Regions from separate parts of the Mus musculus genome. Here region 2 is linked to region 1. Evidence: chromatin contacts called from public HiChIP or PLAC-seq data. All regions are on one chromosome and are shown on one strand. Each heading gives the region's core, a stretch centred on a gene start, on an enhancer-like site or on the middle of the called end of the contact. The rest is flanking DNA. Distances are from core to core; before and after follow the strand shown. Region 1 holds the start of Fbll1 (fibrillarin-like 1). Region 2 overlaps Gm42072 (a long non-coding RNA gene).

Evidence for each region. HiChIP or PLAC-seq counts read pairs in DNA pulled down with a chosen protein or histone mark.
Region 2: an H3K4me3 HiChIP or PLAC-seq map of forebrain shows a contact between it and region 1, with 4 times the contacts expected there. The contact joins the enhancer-like site here to the promoter of Fbll1 in region 1. A contact is called at or near these places in 11 of 39 promoter capture datasets (the 3T3-L1 cell line, 3T3-L1-derived adipocytes, cranial neural crest and 4 more), 1 of 15 datasets of contacts at CTCF or cohesin (embryonic stem cells), 20 of 484 Hi-C or Micro-C datasets (the AML12 cell line, the HL-1 cell line, cardiomyocytes and 6 more), 11 of 115 datasets of contacts at active chromatin or transcription factors (embryonic basal ganglia, embryonic forebrain, embryonic hindbrain and 4 more) and 3 of 9 other capture datasets (embryonic stem cells, liver and pancreatic islet).

What each region holds. Positions count from the first base shown.
Region 1 is chr11:35,796,985-35,800,596 of GRCm38.p6, forward strand. Fbll1 (fibrillarin-like 1) reads right to left here and starts at 1,900. Exons shown (of 1, transcript NM_001004147.3): 1 at 396-1,900. The coding sequence starts at 1,450. The coding sequence ends at 506.
Region 2 is chr11:35,999,785-36,003,396 of GRCm38.p6, forward strand. All of the region lies in intron 1 of Gm42072 (a long non-coding RNA gene), which reads left to right. Among named protein-coding and RNA genes, the nearest start is that of Gm42072, 3.7 kb to the left of the region's middle. Within about 2 kb of position 1,702, at least 51 of the 459 cell types and tissues checked have an H3K27ac peak or open chromatin away from gene starts, as enhancers often do. A contact at or near this core is called in cortical neurons, forebrain and trophoblast stem cells, where this site is marked.

The DNA.
Region 1 (3,612 bases), core at 650-3,149:
AGGGCTACAAAAGAAGATGGCATTTCAGAAAACAGACACACAGGGAAGAGCCTAGCTTTGAGTCAGGTTGAATAGGTCAGCATCCAATAGTCTTCCCTGGACTCAGCCTTGACCACCCCCACCCCCGCCCCCAAAACAAAACAAAACAAAAAAACCCCAGTGCCTTCGTATTTCCCCCAAGAAATACTTTAAAGATCACTAGCGGGCTCTCCTATCCTTGTTCCTGTGATTAAAAGACACGTGTAAAAATGGGACCCTGTGGAGACCAGGCCTGGGGTGACTGGAATAGACACCACTCCCATGTTGTTCCTTGAAGGGGCCCTATACCTCTGTATTAGGCCACCAAGGCTGGAGAGCGACTGGTGCAGCTGCAAAACCCACTCTGGCCTCAACTGTACACTTGGGAATTGTTTATTTTATTAAATAGAAAAACAACGCACTAGGACAGGCACAAAGACACAGTCTTGTGGCAGCGCGGGGGCACCTTCCCTGGTTTCTGCTGCTGCTACTTGCTCTTGGGTGGGGGCCGATAGACCCCGACGACGACGGCGTGGTCCCTTTCGTAGGGCTCCAGAGTCAGCTGCTCCTGTGGCTTCAAGTTCTCCTGTTGCAGCTTCCTCACCTCAGAAGCAAACACGGCCTCGGCAGACGCTGTGGAGTCGATGCAGTTGGCCTTGATGGAAATGAGAAAGTGGCCTCCGTTGCGCAGAAAGGTGTGGGCGTTAAGCGCCACGATGCGCGACTGATCTGGCTGGGCCACATCGGCGAAGATCACGTCCACCATGCCAATGAGCATGCGATACTTGAGCGGGTGCCGGGCATCTTCCAGCACCGGGATGATGTTGGTGCGCTTCTTGGCCACGTTGACCAGATCGCGGCCGGCGCGATGGGAGAATTCAACCGCATAGACCAGGCCGTCGGGGCCGATGATGTCGGAGACGTGTGAGACAGTGGTTCCGGAGGCGGCGCCCAGGTACAACACTTTGGACTTGGGCTTGATGTGGATCTGGTCCACGCCGCCCAGGATGGCCGCTGCCAATTTGGAGCGGAAGGGATTCCACGTGCGGTACTCCTGTTTCTCCCCGTTCTCCATCACGGTGACGCGCTTCTCGCCGTACACCGAGACTCCAGGCACCATGTTCAGTGTGACCAGAGCATCCTCCGCGCCGCGGTAGATGAACACGCCCTCGTGCCGATGCGGCTCCACCGACACCGTGATGCCCTTCTTGCGGCGGTTCTTGTTCTTGCCTGGACCGCCGCGTCGCTGCCTGTCGCCGCCGCCGCCCCCGCCGCCCCCGCCGCCGCCTCGTCCCCGGCCCCGGCCGCCGCCGCTGGAGCCGCGTGTGCGTGCCCCGAAGCCGCCTTTGGTCCCTGAGCCCGTGTCACCTCCCTTGCTGCCTCCCTTGCCGCCACCCCAGCCCCAGCCGCCGCGGCCGCCCGCGGGTTTCATGGCCCCCGCAGCTCTCAGGAACTGCCGCGGTGGTCGGGGATCGCGAGGGACCCGGGCGGTTGCTGCGGAATGGGGACAAATTGTTGGCGGCGGCTGCCCGCAGGATTAGCCGCAGCGGGATGCAGGGGGCCGCGGTGCGCACATCCCCGGATCCACGCTTTGACGCGGTGACTTGCGTGATTGCATCACAGCCGTTTTGTAGCCCCTGTAGCCCCGGAAGCCCCCCTGCACCAGCTGCGCGCAGACACAGCCTGCTCACTTGTAACCCTTTGCCTTCTCTCGAGTCTGCTGGTATTTATTCTCTGCTTTCCCAGGGACTCCAGCTTCTTTCCCTGGATCTCGCAGTGGCCAAGCGTCTCTGTGGCAGAGAGATGGGAAGCGCGCATCCACTAGTCCTTGAGTTTCTTAGTTTCTTGCTCTCCCGTGTGTCAGCAGGAAACCTATGTGTAACCTAAATCATATGGCACTTACTTCAGAAAAAAAAAAAAAAAGGAAATTACTTCGATGTTTCGTCTGTGCTTTAAAAACCATTCTTTCATCCAAACCTTGAGGAACTGGAGGAAGAAATGGGCAGCACCGCGGATAGAAACCCAGACGTCCCTACATAGGCTTTAGCGTCCAGTCAGCACCAGGGACAGCTACCTCAAACACGTCTCTTCTGACCACTATTGGTGGCTTTGGGGCCAAGCTGGACTTCTGTGTAGCTGATCTAAGCACATGTCTGACCTCCCTGTTAGTGGAATTAAGTGCCAAGTCCAGGGAGATGGTGTTGGGCCCCCAAGGGCCCAAGTGTTGAGAACGCGACCCCCAGAAACACACAGCTTGACGGCAGAACGCTGCAACAATGACAAGAGGTTTTTATTCTAACGTGCGTGGAATAAAACCATGGGGGGGGGGGGCGTTGCTCAGCCTCGCAGGGAGAGTAAACCCCGATTGTCAAAAGTACATCTTTTTTATAATCTTTGAAAGGGGGGCACCTCACAGTGATATCATTATTGGCTAGCAAAGCAATAGTGTATTTTTAATTTTAGTGATCAGCTGTTGATGTGCCAGAAAACTTCGTCAGCAAGGTTAGGACAGTATGTGGTTTATTGTGGAATTCAAACTGAGGCAGGATTTCCAAGGACTGTTATCTGTGTTATAGCTAATTTTTGAGAACTGCTAATCTTGCTCTGGTCAACTGTGGTCATCATGACCTCTTAGTCAGTCCTCTCAGATGGGGAAGGGCCCGGGTGGTATTGAACTATTGAACTTGCTTATATTGGCAGGGAAAGGGAAAATTCCTCAAGCAGCAGGGGGAAGGGAAAAGCTTTTGCAAATAGCTTTGGTGCACATTAGCCAAGCTAAAAACTATATTTCTTCAGTGGAATGCACCTAAGAACTAGAACATGACACAGGGAGAGGATATTAACTCCCCATATGTGCACACATTAATCTCCTCTCCTGTCTCACATCCACAGACAGCAATGGCAGGGCTGTTCACCCCTGAGTATTATAAGACTTTCTTGATGAGGGCCACAAGTCTGCATGAGGATATAGAGAAGGTGGCAGAGGAAGAAATGCAGGATTCCTGTGATAGCTTGTTCGTGGGAAACACTCTAATTACAATTTGAAGAGTATTCTCTAAAATGAGTTACATTTGCTGTCTTGGTTGTGTTTCCACCAATCAGACCTTGTAATGACTAGTTTTTGCATATATTTGAATTGGCCATGGGATGCTCAGATACTTAATCAAATATTATTCTGGTTGTTTCTGGGCAGTGATTGGATGAGGTTATCATTTACATTTGTCAAGTAAAACAGATTGTCCTGCATTGTGTGGGTAAGTTTCATTTGATCAGTTGAAGCCCTGTATAAATTAAAAGGCTGCTCTTCTCCAAGGAAGAGAGAATTATGCTACCTAATAGCATTTAACCCGGAACATTAGTGCTTCTTATCCAACAACTTTTGAAGAAGGGTGTTGGTTTTGATGATTTCAGATTTGCCAGCATCCATTTTGCATGAAAAACTATTTATTTGTGTGTGTGTGTTTCATATGCGTCCTGATGGAGGTTGTCTTAGTCAAGGTTTCTATTCCTGCACAAACATTATGACCAAGAAACAAGTTGGGGAGGAAAGGGTTTATTCAGTTTACAATTCCATACTGCTGTTTATCACCAAGG
Region 2 (3,612 bases), core at 452-2,951, 200 kb after region 1:
AGACTTCCTGCCTTCCCTTCCCAGAGGACAGGGAGAAAGGGCGTGCTAAGGGCATGTGGGTTGAGGTTTGCTGGGAAGCTTTGCCGGCTGCCTTTTGGGCTATTCCAGTTTGCTGCAGCTTATGCTTGCAAAGCCTCTCCTTTTCACTCTATGCCCAGCGAGGCTGAGCCAGGGTCCTGCCTTTTTTTCATAGCTCCTCCACTATCGTGTAGCCAGGTGACAGTGCCCCCGCTCCTGAATGGCTGGTTTGTGTCTCCATCCCTACTCCCCCAGCGCCCACCTCCTTTTCTTGAGCACCCAAATGTGTCCAGCCCTACCGGGACAGAAAGGACCAGGAGTGAGTCTGCAGCCCCTGTGTGTTACCTAGGCAGTGATCCTCCTGGGAGTCCTCCCATTTCTCACCAATTGCAACCAGACAATTAAAGGTCTTCCTAGCAACAGAGGGAGGAGCAGGGTCTCTCTGCTGTTGCCATGGTTGCTGGTAAGGATGCAGACTTGGGATGAAGCAATACGTGGAGGAAACCTCTCTGGGAGAAAAAGGCCACATGAGTGTTGGAGTCAAGATGGCACCTTGTGGACTTCCTTTCAGCCCTAGAACCTCCCATGCCTGAAATCAGCCATGCTCGTGCCTTCCTAGTGTTCCTTTAAATTCAGGTTCCGTCACTGATGAGCACAAATCTCTTGGTTAATACCGTGATACCCTTTGGGGTCTGTTTCTAGCCTTCATCCTCTCTTAAAATTTTTTTTACAACAGGAATTTGTCTAATTCCTGTCATTTGTAAACACAACAGATTTCATCAGGCCAAGGGCTCTCACCTCAGGATAAAAACAGCTTTTGTGGGAGATAAGGCCGAGATAAGGGCTTCTGGAGGGAGTGGCCAACCCTGCAGGTCAGAGATAGTTACCAATAGCAGGAGACAGATCCGGCTATGGAGGGGTGGGCTCTGCCTGTGGGGTTTACTCTGTTAGTGGCCTCTCTAGGCCAGTTTCCTCATCTGCCCCCCAGTGTGTGGGAGGTTCAAATGAGGTCAGCTAATTTGAATGACAGGGTCTGTGAATGCATGAGGTCATTTTTACATCCCCCTGGGATTGGGCTCAGAGGGAGAAGAGGCAGAGGAGGGAAGGGGAGAGAGGTTGGAGGTAACGCCTCACTAAATCTAAGGTGGGTGGAGAGCCAGCGATCTTTTTAAGAAGGCTGAAAATAGCTTGCTACAAAGCACTAGCCAGCGGCTTCCTTGTACAAGTTTTTTTTTTTTTTTTTTTTTTTAAACCGCAGGGTGCTAGGGTGAGGTGTTCTTATCTCCACTTCTTAGAGAAGAAGTTGGGGAAAGTGCTCAGACTTAGCTGGAGAGGGGGGTGCAACTGGAATTTCAACCGAAGCTTCCTCTTCATACTTTCTCACACATAGCCCAGGTTGGCTTTGAATTCCCTGTCTGTTGCTCCTTCACCTCTAAGTGCCGAGACTACCGCAATGCTTTTATATTTATTTTAGGAACGAGAAAAAGTGAGGTCACGACTAGGGATGCGAAGGACGTTTGGGAATGTACCCGGCTGGTGCTTGAGAAGCGGCAAGGAGAATCGGTCGGTCTGTTTCCTGGCTGCTATGCAACCGGGCTTCTCCCTATCCAGAGTCTTGTAGCTCACCCCTGAGTTGGAAAGCCTCTCTCGGCAAACAGAGAGCCTAGCAAGATTTAGCGGGAAAGTCTGCCATCTGGTGGCCAAAGGGAGGAGCTCACGGCTTGGGAAAGCGCGGCGTTGGAGAATAGATGTAGACAGCATTTGAAGTGGCGAGGGCTGCGGGAACAGAACAAGGCTGCCTAGCTGTCTCAGCATTCAATGTGGGGCCTGGGTGTGCGCAGGACGGAGCAGAACAGTCCTTATTAATAGTCCCCCACCTCGTCCGCCTCCTGAATAGTGAGTGTCCTTTCCTCTAGGGGCTGGAGAAGGTGAAGGACCCAGAGCAAGGTCTTAGCAGATTTCCTGCTTTTTAGTTCAACTCTTTGGACACTGTCACCAACTCCTAGCTCAGCTCCTAGCCCGAGTCTCACGCCTGTTCCTTCCGCCCGCGGAGTGAGGAGGAATTTATCTGCGTCCCGCCCCTCCGGTTTTTAATTCTGTCCCTCATGCTGCTGGCAAGTGAAGATGCCCAGGGGCTCTACACCTGGCTTCTAATTTAGAGAAATCCTGACTAAATGGGCCTAGGGGCTTCTGTCAAAGGCTCCCAGATGATTCCTGCATCTCGTTCCCTGGTGCTGAGGTGAAACCCAGGGCCTTTGTGCTTGCCGGGCAAACTTCTATTCCTGCGCTACATCTCCCTCATGTGATGTCACAGCTAGCCCCTCTGTAGCCTTCCTACCTTCAGGCGATCTACTTGTACTCTCTCCATTTGTGAGGACTCTGACTCATTTTAGCATCATCTCATTTCCTGGCCTTGTCGGCTGGTGTCTAGATTAGATGTCCATGGAGACAACAGGGTCTTCTCAGGGCTTCTTGCTCTAGTCTGTCAACTTTCCCACCAGCTCTGACCCCACTGTATCCCACGACTGTCTTGGGAGTTCGTCTCACCCCTGACGGAGCGCTTTCTGGGCAAGTTTTATTCATCTTTGCATCGTCCACTTCTGACAGTGCCGGGGACGAGCCGTGCCTGGTGACTCGGGATGTCGATAAATGGATAAATGCTCGAGCTGATTCCGCCTAGTCGGACAGGCAGACTTCAAGTTGCTGAGACCCTCGACCTTCTAAATGTCACTCTTTCTGACAATCCCTTAAGGCCGTGAACACGGGTCAGATGCTGAAAGCACTTGCTGCAGCTGCCTGGACCTGGGAGGGTGGGAGGGGAGGGGCTCTTGACAAGGTGACACACAATGTGCGGGGGGTGTGTGTGTGTGTGTGTGTGTGGGGGGGGGTGAAGTCCCAATCCCCTAATCCTGCCTAGCTGCTGCATGAGAGCTCCCCTCCCCACTCTTCAAAAAAACCAAACCAAACCAAACCAAACCAAACAAAAACAAAAAAACCCAAACCTGTGCTTGGAACAAATATGATAAAAAAAAAACCCAAACAACAAGTAATATTAAGTGTTTACCGCGTTTCATTTAACCCTCAGGTGGCTCACCCCTGAAGCAGTAACACTACTAAGTGAAATGGGCTTTTTTTGATGGGGTGTTAATTTGTATTGAGTTGTCTCTTTAAGCAGCTAATACTTTTTATCTAATTGGTACCTGTAACTTTTTCTGGTTTCTACAGTTTAAAATATTAATTTGGTGTTTTGCCTGCCTATATGCGTGTGGACCATATGTGTTCAGTATCCGAAGAGGCCAGAAGAGGGCATTGTATCCCTTGGGATTAGAAATATTGCTCTGTGGATACTAGGAATTGAACCAGGGTTCCCTGGAAGAGTAGCCGAGTTCTGTAACCACTGGACCATCTCTCTCCAGTCCTCCCTCCCTCACACTAATTTTTTTTTTTTAAAGACAGTCTCACCACGTCTCCCTGGATGGCCTGGAACTTGGTTATAGACCAGGTTGACCTTGAACTCAAAGAGATTTGCCTGTCTCTGCTTCCAGAATGCCAGGTCTAAAGGTGATCACTACCACTTGGCCACTTTCCACACTT